Linked DNA regions of Arachis hypogaea: region 2 is linked to region 1. The links are chromatin contacts, called in public Hi-C maps. All regions are on one chromosome and are shown on one strand. Each heading gives the region's core, a stretch centred on a gene start, on an enhancer-like site or on the middle of the called end of the contact. The rest is flanking DNA. Distances are from core to core; before and after follow the strand shown.

Region 1 (7,076 bases), core at 3,938-6,437:
TATAAATTTAAGTAAGGAATAAGCTTTTACGTAAACTAGGGATTGACATATCAAAAATAAAGAGTAGCAACATTGACTTCTTAAAAACTTTCACTGAAGTAAAAAGAAATACAAAATTGTACATATACACAATTCATCACCGAAAACACACAGAGACATATATATGATATTATTTCTCAAAATGAAAAACAAGCTATATATTCAAGCGTCAAATGTTATTAACTTGTAATAACCTTAAATAGAAAACCCTCTCCAGGCCGGAAGATAATTTTGATTCTTGTTTTTTATAAGAAGAAAAAATAAATAAATAATGCTGACATGCCATTTTATTCTATGTATATTTTAATGAAAAGAGAATAGTACACTAGTTATATGGTTAATTTTACGCTGCTCCTTTAATTTCTACATGCAAATTATATATATTATTATCTATTTCTCTTCTCCACCAGACAGGCTTCTTTGCATTCCCCTTTTCACCTTTCTTCCAAAATATGTAACAAACATATGGTAAATGTTTTGTTTAACTAAATATATGTATGGAGTATATTGGGTGTGTAGAATGATCATTACAACATTGTTTTTTTCTATTGAAATTGTTGTTACAGTGTGTGATGAATTGTTTTTTGTATTTATAAGTTAAGATACATAAGATGATTGAACTCTTCCGATTTCCAACTATAATAATATAATTACATTAACCAATTTAAATTAGTGTAGTAATTAATTCACTAAGTATCAAGAGTTTGAATTTTATTTGTCTGAGTTAAAAGATACCGTGAGAAACAATAATATTATGTTATATGAACCAATAATATTAGACCTCAATTTAAAACCCTAATATGCATGAGATTGGAAGCTAATAACGATTGAATATAATGGTACGGTGAAGATGGAAGTGCATGATCTGTTAGCAAACATCAAATCTTTGATCAGCTTGTTTTCTCGAGACAAAGCATTTAACTTTTGCAGCGCAATATGTGCGCACTTGTCAGAAAATTCTATCGCAAAAGTAACCTCAAAAATCTAAATATATTAGGTTTAATTTTCTATTACCAATTTACCATACTATTAAACATAACACAATCTTTCTTTGATTTTGATCCCACCTTCTGACTGGATAAGGACTATATAATTCATCGTAAATTAAAAGTTTATCTAAAAATTTGTTATTAGTCAATAAATTATCATATACATAAAGCAGCATTCAAAATCTTGACACTTTCTTAGAATAATAATAATAATAATGAACAACACTTCAGCTGTATCTCTTAATTGTTTATAGAAACAAGCTAGCACAGTAGGATAAATTAAACTAACGCTAACTAATTCAGTTCTGGTAGTAGTTCATGATTTGTTTCTATATTAAAGCCCTAGTTATTAGCATTAGGTGAGAACCATTTTCAGCATTATCATCATCATCATTATCACCAGGTTGTAACTGTTTCAGTGTTTTTGTACCATAATTATTGGAACCTCACTCAAGTTATGTATATATTCCCATAATCTCATCAACTCACACATTATATATTAAAAATATATAGACTTTTGTATAATTTTTTTTATTAAGAAGCATAAATATATATAATTTTGATCTGCTTTACACTGGTGCTATAGCTACATGATCATCATAATAATATAAATAAACTAAAGCTGGCTTCTCCCGAATCATATTATTATTGTGCAGAACAAAATTTTATAGTGGAGAGAATATCCTAATAAGCCTGCTTTTTCTCTCCTCCTATTATTTTAGAGATGAGGATGGAGATATCATTAGATTCCAAATATGTGAGTGAAAATATAAAATAATAGTTGTGCATATGCATAGTACTGATTGGGCAAAGTAGCATGAAAATGTTGAAAACAATTTGAAGGAAGATAGAGAAACAGTAATTTTTAAAACAAATAGAGGGGAATTGAATTGAAAGGGCCATGGAATTGAAACTCTCAGATTCCACATTTTTGTGACAGAGCCAATCATTCAATGCGGACATTCAAAGAGGGCCCATCGAATGAACGGTCCTGATTGATGGAAAATTATGTGGGCCATGATTCCCCCAGTAGTAGGGTCAATTTAAGACTCTCTCTCATAAAAAACTAATTAACTTAATCCAAGTTATACATAATAGAAATTAAGGAAATGATTAAATTGAATTAAAAAGAGAGAAAAAGAGAAAGAAAAGATTGGAGGGGAATGATCCACCTGTTTGTCAGTGACATTGTAGATTGGTTTAGGCAATAAGAAGCATAATGACCCCACTACCTGAGGCAACACCTGGAACCGATAAGGCTCATGACCCCACCGTCCTATTAACCCCTCCCTCTCCCCCTCTTTTCTCTAAAATCTTAATCATTGATGCAGTAAACCTCGAGATTCATGGCAGAGATTTAGAATCACCAATGATCAAAAAGCATTCTAATTTTTAATACTGCTACTTCTACATCTACATCTACATCTACATTTTTTTACTCCTCTCGCGGTAACACTGTTTTATCCCTTTTACCCACTCCACCAGGCTTTGTGGCCCAAAAAGAAAGAATGCACGACCAAACAAAACTACTTGAATCTTTCATAGTGAAATTCAGTTCTAAGTAAAATAATACATACATACTTAATTACTTCTAGATTAGTATATACTCTAAGTGGGTATGTTTTCTAATATTTTAAAAACAAATGTGCATTTGCAATAGCAATATTATTGTTGTGTTTAAAATTAGGCAGAAGGGTAATTAATTAGCAGCAGTGTATTATATAATTATTTAAGAAGAAAATTAAAATGTTGTTAGGTAGGAAACTTAGCAATGGCGAGGGGTATGGTGGAATGGGAATGCAAGCTAAGCTAATTAAATGAGTCGTTTTCCTCTCATCATCTTCAAACATAAAAAGCATAAAATTACAAAAGCAATTATAAAAGGCTCTATGACAAGAAAGATAAAATAGAAAAAGAAGAAAAGAGAATTGCACAAACAATGATGATAAGATATCGTGTAGTGGAATGAATAACTCAAAGGAAAGGAGACAATAATTTTTTTTAACCACAAGTAAAAAAAAAATTGAAATAAGAGGGGAAAAAAATTAAAATTAAAAACATTCAGCCAAATACCCAAATGTTAAATAGTATCATCATCTCTCAAACCCTAAAAACCCTCATTCATCATCTCTTGGGATCATATTTTAACCACACCAGAAAAAAAATTTAACTTGTGGAAAATTAAATAAATAAAACTCAATTTTGGGAAGAAAGAAATTGAAAGATCAAATAGCAAACCTCTCTCACGTGTGTTAAAAAAAACACATCAAATGGATCATTCAAAGTTGTACACGATGACGACGAAGATGAATGGAATTCACAGCTTCAAGATCCTTTGAATTATTATTCGATGATGATGATCAGTATAATCAAGAGTGGTGGCTGGTACTATCGTGTCGATCATCGGTTCCATCTCGATGATGTTGATGAGAGCCACTGGCCTGAGACGATTCTGAAACTCCGATGACCGGACGGTAACTGCCGAGACCGGCGATCATATTCAAATGGCTTTCGTTGACACTGCCTCCGCCACCGGAAGAACCTAATTGCTGACTCGGCAACAAAGCCATAGGAGTAGGGAAGTTCATAAAGTGCAAACCACTGGAAACGGTTCCACGGTACAACCCACTGTTACTAACCTGCGTTGGAAACGTCCATATAGGGTCACCGCTCATAACCTGAGGGGCATTTTGGGAATTCGCCACCATCCATATGTTGGCCGGAATCTGAGCTGCGTGGCTCGCCTGAATCGCGCCTGCGCTTGATTGCAGCAGGTAGCTTCCCATTTGGTGCTGTGCTGAAGAAGATAGGTCGTGTTCCGATGGCGGCCTTCTCTTTCTCCCTAGCGAACCTTCTTCCGCGCTTGTTTCAGATAAATCCAACGTGGAAGAAGAAGAGGGAGCGCCATGGCTCTCTCTCAGTTCTTGCTTGAAAATATTTGCGGTTAGGGTTTGCTGTTGCTGTTGGAAGTTAAGGAGAGTGGTGGTGTTGTTGTTGCTGTTGTTGTTGTTGTTACTGGCGGTGGTGGTGTCGGACGAGAGGGTTATTCCGGGGAACAAGGTTCGGCGGTTTTGGAGGGGGAAGTTAGGGCTGAAGTATGAGGATCGGAGCTGGGATGGTACGGACATGGAGGAACCGCTGCTGCGGAGGGAGATGTTGAGGGACGTGAAGTTTGCGGGGATTGTTCCGGTTCCGGTGGCGGCGATCACGGCTGGCTCCGCCTGCTGGAGGAGCCACTCGATGGTCTCGCCATCGGACTTGTGGCCGAGCTCTCGTGTCAGCTGGAACACCCTGGCTGCACAGAGAGCTGGCATTCGGATGCGGCGGCCACGGCCGTCAACTTTTGTATGGCGGTCCTTGGTGGATGTCCGCTTAGGAGGAGGCTTCTTTCCAGAAGGTTCAGAGGATAAAGAAGGCTGTATTTGCTGTTCTTGTTGTAAGGCTAATTGGTTGTTGTTGCTGTTGTTATTGTTGTTGTTTGCAGTGTTGCTGTTTGGATTCGATCGGTTTGAATTCGAAGTGGATGGTTCTGCAGATGAGATAGCTAGGGAAGGGTAAGGGGAGGAAGTTGAGCATGACGCTGCTTCTTGATCTTCTTTCTTCTCTAGAAGTTGGAAGGGGAAGTTCTGTCGGTGGTGGTGGTGTTGGTGATGATGGTGATGGTGGTGGAAGTCATCACCTCCCTCCATGATCGCATGAAGAGTCCAAAAAAGAAAATAAAATGAAAAAAAATAATAATAAAAGCTTGGGTCAGTTGAGTTTATAAGTGTGTTGAGTTTATTGTGTGTGTTGATGTTGCTGAAGTTTTTTTTCTTTTTTCTTTTTTTGAAAGAGAGTGAAATGAGTGAGTTTTGTAGTTAATAATCTATATATGTGGTGGGTCTTTGTGAAGAGAGGATTGTGTAAACTGTGTATAGTTTATGTTTGGTTTGGTTTGGTTTCTTTGTATATAGGGCAAGGAATTTTATTTGCTTTGAAATTGATGAGTGAGAGAGAGAGAGAGAGAGAGGAGAGGTGGGAGGGGAAGAGCTTTAAGCAACAAAGATAATGAGTGGGAATTATATTGGTGAGCTTTAAAAAGCATGATATTTTTTATTTTTCCAATTTGCTTTCTTTCCTTCATGTGTTGTACTGTATGTATGTATGTATGTGCTGTGTTTGAGAGAGCTTTTTAAATTTTAATTAATTAAATAAACAAAGAAACATAAACATATGTATGGATATTATGTAGAATTTTTTCTTTTTGATGGTTTGGTTTATTGAATATTGATAATGATAAGCTACAGCTAAACTTGAATTGGAAAAATAGAGTTAAATGAATTGTTGTGTAAGTGTATGGGTTCAGAGATCCACGTGAGGTGCTCTTTTTACGATTCAATCCATAAAGACAATGGTGGCCGATGTGGGACCCGATCCCAAGTCAAAAAATTGAAAGACCTGTAAAGGAAAAATTATCAAGGTGGGTCCCTTCCCATTCAAGTAATCATTTCGTTTTGCCTTTGCCCTTTGCCCTTTGCCTTAGGCCCCTTTCCCCTTTTCCCCTTCAACTTTGGGATTCCTCAATTCCCCTTTGCATTTTGCATTTCCAACCCTTCTTTTTTCTTCATTCTTCTTTCAATTACACACAAATTAACCACCCCTCCCTCCCTTCAACCTAATAATCTAACATAGCTATCATTAACACACGTATCATAAATAATAATCATCATTCATTATTATTTCTAATGCTTACAAATTATTTGTGTGTGTGTGTTGGGCCAAGCAAGAAGCTGCTAGCTATATGGGGCTACTCATTTAGGAGGATTAATTATCTAAATTTGGGTTCATGCTTATAGCTAGGCATGTTTATTTTTTATATATATATAATTATAATCAAACACATTAATATAATAATAGCAGGCATGCATGTCTCTCTACTACTTGCATGTGATGTGCACATATTATGAATTCCGCTTTCTCAATTGAACTTGAAATGAAATCAAACAAAACAAATAACATCCTTTGCTACCATTAGGATCGGAATCATTGAAACACATTTAAGGGGAGAGAAAAAGACAACATATACAATTGAGAATGGAGTTTTTTGGAGTAACACAAAAGAAAAAAAAATCTATATAAGATTATCTTCTTTAGAATTAGGACCACCAAGTGGCACATGGAAATGGGATCTAAATCCTTGTAAAGTTTCAGAGAGAACAAGCAGTCACTATATTATGCTGTATATATTGGGAGGTCTATTTCAACAACTCTACTACTATTGGATATGTAGCTTGCTAGAAACTCATTTCATAAGTGGTGAGGTTTTATTTTGTTCATTCAATTGGAGAGTTGAGGCTGACATACACACTCTTATAATTGAGTGCTTTCTTTTCTTTTCCTCTATTCTGATCATGTCATCCATCACCAATCTCCACACACACATACAAATACAAATACAAATACAATTATACCATTCCCAATTTCCTTTTCTTTGCATTTATGAACACCCTATTCTTTCTTGTTTTAGAACTTGCCATTGACCACAAAAGCAACATTAAATTGACACTTAGCCTGGACTTTATGTGACATACATGCATGTAATATAATAATATTATATTACTTAATCTATTCTAAAAATTTTAAACATATTAAACTAAGAAATAAAAAAAATAATACTGGAAAATTAACACTATAATAGTTAATTTTAGCTAACAGTATAATAAGTTGCAAATAAATCTAATACGAAATTCAATAAAGATGAATTTTTATTAAGTTTAAATTTTAAATATTTTTAATTAAATTTTGAATTTTGAATATTTTATTTTTAAAAATTTCATATATTTTTTTTATGTTAAGTATTGATTGTAATATTGATTATGTAATGTTAACTCATGCGACTTTCTCTCAATGATATTACCGATTGATCATCAAGTAATAGGCTAATTTATCTATCCTTTTACTAGTACGGGAAGCTAAGAGAAGAGATAGTGATGGTTATTATTATATTCAAATAATGAAATTAAAATTGAACCCCATCTAAAAAGATACATATATCAATGCTAAAAAGTA
Region 2 (7,738 bases), core at 1,090-3,589, 140 kb after region 1:
TTACAGTGACAATATAATTATACAGTTATGCTCACAACAAATTCAATTATGCACAATAAAAATAAACACTTTGATCTAGACTTGCATTTCAATCACCATTAGTTTTCCTTACCAGACCTCTCTCCTTCACTAATTTTCCTAGGAATTCTGTTAGAACCATCATCATTCTGTTAGAGTTTCAGTTACTCAGTTAGTGATATATTTATTACTACCACTCTGACCTAATAACACCACTCAGATTGCACAAGAGAGCAAAGCACTTTTCTTGGAAGCGAGATGTTCATTTCATTCAACGTGAAAATAAAAAAGGAGCTAAAGTGGATTGTTGAATGTATTACCCCAGAAGAATTCAGACGCTCCTCCCAAGCTTTAAAAACTGACTTAACACTTCCTGGTCTTGCCTCATTCAAAGCAGATACCTGAAAAATGATTTTATGTTTTTAACAGAATCATTGGAAGAATCAGAGGAATTTTTTACGACTCCCAATTAATAATTGCTTTGAAAGACACATAAACCATGAAACCATATAAGCACACATAAACACACCTAAGCATGATCAAAATGAACAGCAAAACCCAGCTAGGCATTTTGTCAAGCACTAACTGTGCATTACACTTTCAATGTGATTCACTCAGTAATAAGCATACATATACTCCAAATCCAACAGTGGAGAAAAAGGAGCTGTTCACAACACTAGAGAAAAATAGCATTTACTCACCGGTGGCGAGGAAGAAGGGCAGTGGCAGAAACACAACGGCGACACAGAGAGAGAAGGAGAGCGCTCGAACAGAGAAGACGGCCAACGAGCTTCCAAACGACGGCGAGGGAGCTTCCAATCACGGTAACACAGCTTCCTACGACGGCGACAGATCTTCTACGGTGGCGGTGGAGGCTGTGTCTGTGTAGGGGCTGCGGTGGCTGCGCCGCTGCGGGGCTGCGAGGTTGTGGGGGTTGCGGGGAGCTGCGAGGGCTGATGCGGGGGCTGCGTGGCTGCAGTGGCGGCAGAGTCTGCGGTGGCTGTGGGCGGCGGGCTGCAGGGCAAAGAGTTCGAAGGATGTGGGCAAAGAGTTCAAATAGAGTGTGAATGGAGTGTGAATGGGAGGTGATAAAATTAGGGTTTTCAATATTTTCGACGGATTTAATTTAAATTACAGACGGATTTTCTGTCTGTAATAATTTAATAAAACGTGCATTTTGTCTATTTAATTACAGACGGAAAATCCGTCTGTAAATTCGTCTGTAATCATTCCACGAAAAAAAATTAATTTTCCGACAGAATTATAGACGGATTTTCTTTTCCGTCTGTAATTTATGCTAATTTATTTTTTTTTGTTTTCTGACAAGAAAATCCCTCTGAAATTTCGTCTGTATTTCAGTGGGATAAAATCTGTCGGAAATATCCGTCTGTAATAATTAGTTTTCTAGTAGTGAACGCTAGTAAATGTGAAGAGAATGGAAGCAAAGGAAAAGGCAACGCAGACCTACTAAGTGTCGACCCACCAAAGGAGAAACTGACATTGGACAACCCATTCTCCGAAGAGATCACCAATTACCAGATGCCAAAACATTTCACACTACCTTCCTCACTCAAGCCGTATAGGGGGATTGGTGACCCCCGGGCTCATATTAAGAAATTTCAATCTATGATGTTCTTTAATGGCCCTAATAACGAACCTGTTCTTTGCAGAGCTTTCCCTACTTACCTTGACGGCGCTGCTCTACTTTGGTTTTTAAAATTACCTGCAGGATCAATCTCTTCCTTTGAGGAATTGGCAAAATCTTTCATAGACTACTTCGCTGCAGCACGGATATATGTACACGGATCGGACTACCTCGGCACCATCCGCCAAGGTCCCCAGGAAAGCTTGAAAGACTACCTGACCAGATTTGCAGAAGCAACAATGGAGATACCCGACCTGGATCCCGCTGTCCACCTGCATGCCCTGAAAGCCGGACTCAGACCTGGAAAATTCAGAGAAACAATCGTGGTAACTAAGCCAAAGACACTCGAAGAATTTCGAGAAAGGGCAGCAGGACAGATGAAGATTGAAGAGCTCCGTGAAGCCGAAAGAACAGAGAGAAAACAACTAAACAGAGAGGATGACAGAGCCACAAGGTCGGCAAATATCAAAGACTCCAGAAAGCCCTTCAGACTGACCCTAAAATTTGACAATTACACCGAATTCAACACAAAGAGGAAAAGATAATTAAAGAAATCCTCAGTGCTAAGATCATAAAACCTCCAGCAAGGGCAGGAAACTACCAAGATCAGCGCTTCATCGACAAAAGCAAACACTGCACTTTCCATCAGAAGTATGGACATACAACTGATGAGTGCATGATAGCTAAAGATCTACTAGAAAGACTAGCTTGGCAAGGCCTCCTCGACAAATACATCAAAGGGAGAAAGCACAAAGAGGGTAACAAGGACCGAGAAGAGCGTCATCAAGCTCCGGGGCATAAGGAGGACAACAAATGGTCGAACAACGCTCCACCCAAAAGCATCATAAACTGCATATCCGGAAGATTCGCCAGGGGAGGCGAGACAACGTCGGCGCGAAAACGAAGCTACCACGCAATGTTGGCATTCGAAGGTACAACACCACAAAACACCAAAAGTGCGCCCGACCTCAATATCACTTTTAGCCAGGAAGATATATGCTCGGCGGCACCAAACCTGGATGACCCAGTGGTAATTTCCATCCAAACAGGCGAATTACTGGTAAGAAAAGTCATTTTGGACTCAGGTAGCAGTGCAGATGTTCTTTTTTACTCTACTTTCCTAAAAATGAAATTATCAGAAAAACTCATGCAACCTTCATCTGGAGAACTGGTAGGATTCTCTGGAGAAAGGGTCCCAATTAAAGGATACATATGGTTAAAGACAATGATGGGAGAGGGCTCATTGTCACGAACCATTGATATGCAATATCTGGTAGTTGACTGCCCAAGCCCTTACAATATCATTCTCGGAAGACCTGCTCTGAACATGTTCAGGGCAGTAGTATCCACTTTTTATCTATGTGTTAAATTTCAGGCACAGGACGGTAGAATAGCTACACTCCACTCAAATCGCCAACAAGCTCGGCAGTGCTATAACGCAAGCCTGAAAAGGTCGATCGCAAGACATGAGTTCCAACAAGAGGTCAAAGCAATTCATAGCACAAACGAGGTATTGTCCCTAGCAGAGCTTGACCCCAGAGAAGACACCCAAGAAAGACCTCAGCCAGCGGACGAGCTCATGAAGGTCCCGCTGACGTCGAAACCGGAGCATGTCACATACATCAGTCAGGCACTACAAGGAAAAGAAAGATCGGAGCTCATAAAAGTACTACAAGACAATGCTGACTTATTTGCCTGGACCCCAGTAGACATGCCAGGTATAGACCCAAACATCATCTGCCACAAGCTCGCCACGGACAGAACCAGCCGACCCATAGCTCAAAAGAAAAGGAATCTTGGAGCCGAAAAGTCAAAGGCAACCCTAGAAGAAACTGGAAAACTTCTTAAAGCTAATTTCATCAGAGAAATTAGATTCACCACATGGCTCTTGAACGTGGTAATGGTAAGAAAAAACTCAGGTAAATGGCGCATGTGCGTCGACTTTACAGATTTAAATAAGGCATGCCCTAAAGATGCTTATCCTTTACCTTGCATTGATAAACTCGTAGATAATGCATCATGTTTCAAAAGCTTGAGCTTCATGGATGCATACTCTGGCTACAACCAGATCCTTATGCATCCAGAAGACCAAAGCAAAACAGCATTTATAACCGAGCATGGAAATTTTTGTTATAGAGTAATGCCATTTGGCCTAAAGAATGCAGGCGCAACCTACCAACGACTGATGGACAAAGTTTTCCGCCATCAAATAGGTCGGAACATGGAATCTATGTGGACGATATGGTCGCCAAAACTACACGGGAAAAATCACACTGCGATGACCTCAAGGAGGTATTCGAACAAATCCGAGCAAACAACATGAGACTCAACCCCGAGAAATGTGCCTTCGGGGTACAAGGAGGCAAATTCCTTGGATTCATGTTGACCTCACGAGGAATTGAAGCAAACCCTGAGAAATGTGAGGCAATACTTAACATGGCGAGCCTTAAAACAATAAAAGAAGTACAACAACTAGCAGGAAAGGTAGCGGCACTATCTCGGTTCTTGCCAACAGCATCAAGCCGATCATATCATTTCTTCCAAACAATATCAAAGAATAAAAGGTTTCCATGGACAAAAGAATGCGAGAAAGCGTTCACCGAACTCAAAACCATTCTATCATCACCACCCGTGCTGCAAAGACCGGAAGTCGGTAAACCTTTATACTTATACATATCTGTTTCTAATTATTCTATAAGATCAGCTCTGGTCATTGAGACAGGAAAAACACAACAACCGGTGTACTTCGTCAGTAGAGTCATGCAATCAACGGAACAAAAATATCTGAGGATAGAACAGCTAGCTTTAGCACTCGTGATAACGGCAAGAAGACTAAGGCATTATTTCCAAAGTCACACAATAATAGTAAGGACAAACCAACCACTAAGACAAATACTAACAAAACCAGAACTGGCCGGACGTCTGATCAAGTGGTCCATCGAGCTCTCGGAATTCGATATCCAATTTCAACCAAGATCGGCATTAAAAGCACAGATCCTTGCAGACTTCGTCTCAGAACTAACCCAGGACGAGCACAATAAATTTTGGGAATTACACGTCGACGGGGCGTCCAGCCGAGGAGGAAGCGGAGCTGGGATAATCCTTAAAGAAGGGGACAAAGTGGTGGCCGAGCAATCCCTCCAGTTCCACTTCCCGGAAAGCAACAATCAGGCCGAATATGAGGCCCTCATAGCGGGACTTAAGCTCGCCCTAAATTTCCAAGCAAAAAGCCTGACAGCACACTGTGATTCCCTCTTAGTGGTGCAACAAATCCGAGGAGAATTTCAGGTAAAAGATCCCTTGCTAGAGCGATACTGGCTCATAGCAAAGGATCTCATCTCAAAGTTCAGCTCATTTATTATTCTACATGTATATAGAGAAAAGAATGTTAGAGCAGACATATTATCCAAACTTGCCGCCACAAGGGCGGACACACAAACATCGGCATTATCACAACTAACACTTAAAAAACCCAGCATTGAACTATTATCTATAACAAGCATTAACCACCTCCGAGACTGGAGAACACATTTCCTTGAGTACATCAATGCAGGTATCATTCCCAGACACGAGCTCAACCCGCAACACTTCAGATGAAAAGCAAGCCTCTACACAAACATAGCTGGAGAACTATACAAGCGCGGTTTTTCACAACCATTGCTAAAATTCCTAAACAAAGATGAGGCACAAGAGGTGATGGACGAAGTCCATGAGGGAGTTTGTGGGAACCACATCGGAGGTCAGGCCCTCGCCGCAAAGATCGTCCAAACAGGATATTATTGGCCGACCATGAAAAGAGATTGCATAACAAAGGTCAAGACATGTGACAAATGTCAAAAGCATGCAGCCATCTCTACAAAACCGGCCGAAGCATTGCACAGCATGGAGGTAAGCTGGCCCTTACACAGATAGGGGCTCGACATTCTCGGCCCATTTTCAATAGCTCCAGGTCAGGTAAAATTTCTTTTAGTATCAATAGACTATTTCTCAAAATGGATAGAAGCACAACCTCTAACAAAAATAACAGCCGAAAAGGTACGATCTTTCATATGGAAAAATATCATATGCCGATTTGGAATACCAAAAGAAATAATATCAGACAATGGTAGACAATTTACTGATAATAATCTCGGCTCATTTCTAAAAAATTTTAATATACACAACCATTTTAGCTCGGTCGAACACCCACAAACCAATGGGCAGGCCGAAGCTGCAGACCGAGTTATATTGCAGGCAATAAAGAAAAAGCTCGATAATGCAAAAGGGGAATGGGCGGAGCTAATACCAGAAGTATTATGGAGTTACAACACCACAATACAAACAACAATGGGCGAAACACCCTTCAAGCTAGTCTATGGGTCGGAAGCTTTAATCCCGGTAGAGGTCGGAGTCCCCACACTAAGAGCCGACCTATATGACGAACAACACAATATAAATGCAAGAAATGCCGAGCTTGATCTCACAGAAGAGGACCGAGAAATTGCCACCATTAAACAAAGAGCTCAGAAACAACTGGCAGAAAGAAGGCACAATAAAAAAGTGATGCCAAGGGCATTCGAGGAGGGCGACTTAGTCCTCAGACGAACAGAAGAAGCCAGATGACCTCCCTCCCATGGAAAGCTCGCTGTAAACTGGGAGGGACCATTCCGAGTATCCAGAGTGCTCGAAATGGGGCTTACCAGCTACAAACGTTACAAGGAAAACCAATTTCAGGGAATTGGAACATCTCTTCACTAAAGTTGTACAGATCATAAAATTGCACATTTTTGCGAATGAAGGTACTCTTTTTCCCCCTTAAGGATTTTTTTATCCCAAAATGGGTTTTTACCTAAGGAGGGTTTTAATGAGGCCGGACGCCCAAATCAAACAAATGCAACTGATTATTTGTTCGCCTATCTTACACTACTGTTTAATACACCATTTTATCACAATAACTATATCATCAAAGTGACCTAACCACGGTCAACGCATAACTTAATTCCAAACAAGAACCAAGTATTCACAAAATGTCAAACCGACCATAACTCGGCCACAAACAAAACAAGTCATCATTACAAACAAAACATGTCCAAACATATAAACAAAAAAAAAACAACTCAAGGAGGAGGGTCGTTCTCGTCATGGTCCTCCACTGTGCCATCCACCACCAACTTCCCATCAATAACGACCTTTGTCGCGTCCATCCGAGCACAATCAAAATTAGGTGCCAAAGTGGAAATCTGACTAACAGCCCGATCGAAACCAGAGGCAAACATTTCCATACCCAACTCCTCTAATTCGTGAACTCAGGAAGTCAGCTGACCTTTAGCCAAGTTACTATCTTCGATGTCGGATTGGAGGAGCCGAATTTGATCCCTGAGACGATTAACCTCGTCCTTAGACAACTTCAGCTTCAATGTCACATCCGCAAAAGCCTCGTCCTTCTCCTTCAAATCCTTCTCCATTACAGTATCTTTATCCTTCAACAACTTCTCCAGCTCGGCAGCTTTCCCCGCACTTGCCTGCTGTTCAGCTCCGATCAATTTGGTAGTACGACCAATGCACATCAAGCGTGAAGCAACAATCTATCAATAGCAACACAAGAACACATAAACAACGGCAGTATCACAAGAAGGCAAAAAGAAACAGAATAAATAAACACAAAAACTAACCTGAATAAACTTTCCCATTCCCTCCATTCCAATACGGCGAGTCATGAGCATATCGCCAGGGTATTGAGAAACCCTATCAGAGAGCTTGGCTATGGGGAACTGGTCACTCCATAGAAAATGAGTGCTCGTCCCTGGTATGAACCCATGAAGTCGCCTTTGCCGATCAAATGCAGACCTAGCACCTCTAGCAATATCCTTATCACATTCGGAAATGACCTCCAAAGACTGATCCGTTTCATCTCTCTTTCTCTTAGGTGACAATGCGGGATGGGCAGTAGATTGAGCCGCCTCGCCACCACCATCCTTGAGAACCCCAGAAACCCCAGCATCCTTCTCCTTTTTCTTTTTCAAAAAAGATTGGAATCGAGAGGGATCGAGAAGAGGAGCTCGCCCACCTGAAAAAGGAAGAACAGTCAAATAAACA

What was found. A called contact is a pair of places that touch in the nucleus more often than the background predicts.
Region 2: a contact with region 1 is called in a Hi-C map of leaf, with 3 times the contacts expected there. The contact joins the promoter of LOC140176187 here to the promoter of LOC112722480 in region 1. A contact is called at or near these places in 3 of 8 Hi-C or Micro-C datasets (leaf and an unstated tissue).

Annotation. Positions count from the first base shown.
Region 1 is chr11:123,682,535-123,689,610 of arahy.Tifrunner.gnm2.J5K5, forward strand. It overlaps LOC112722480 (transcription factor TCP15), which reads right to left and starts at 5,188. Exons shown (of 1, transcript XM_025773521.3): 1 at 2,957-5,188. The coding sequence starts at 4,717. The coding sequence ends at 3,398.
Region 2 is chr11:123,821,261-123,828,998 of arahy.Tifrunner.gnm2.J5K5, forward strand. It overlaps LOC140176187, which reads left to right and starts at 2,340. Exons shown (of 2, transcript XM_072206087.1): 1 at 2,340-3,566; 2 at 3,800-5,260. The coding sequence starts at 2,340. The coding sequence ends at 5,260. It overlaps LOC140176388 (a long non-coding RNA gene), which reads right to left and starts at 1,123. Exons shown (of 11, transcript XR_011867689.1): 1 at 720-1,123; 2 at 339-419. LOC140176188 reads left to right here and starts at 5,360. Exons shown (of 2, transcript XM_072206088.1): 1 at 5,360-5,551; 2 at 5,867-6,265. The coding sequence starts at 5,360. The coding sequence ends at 6,265.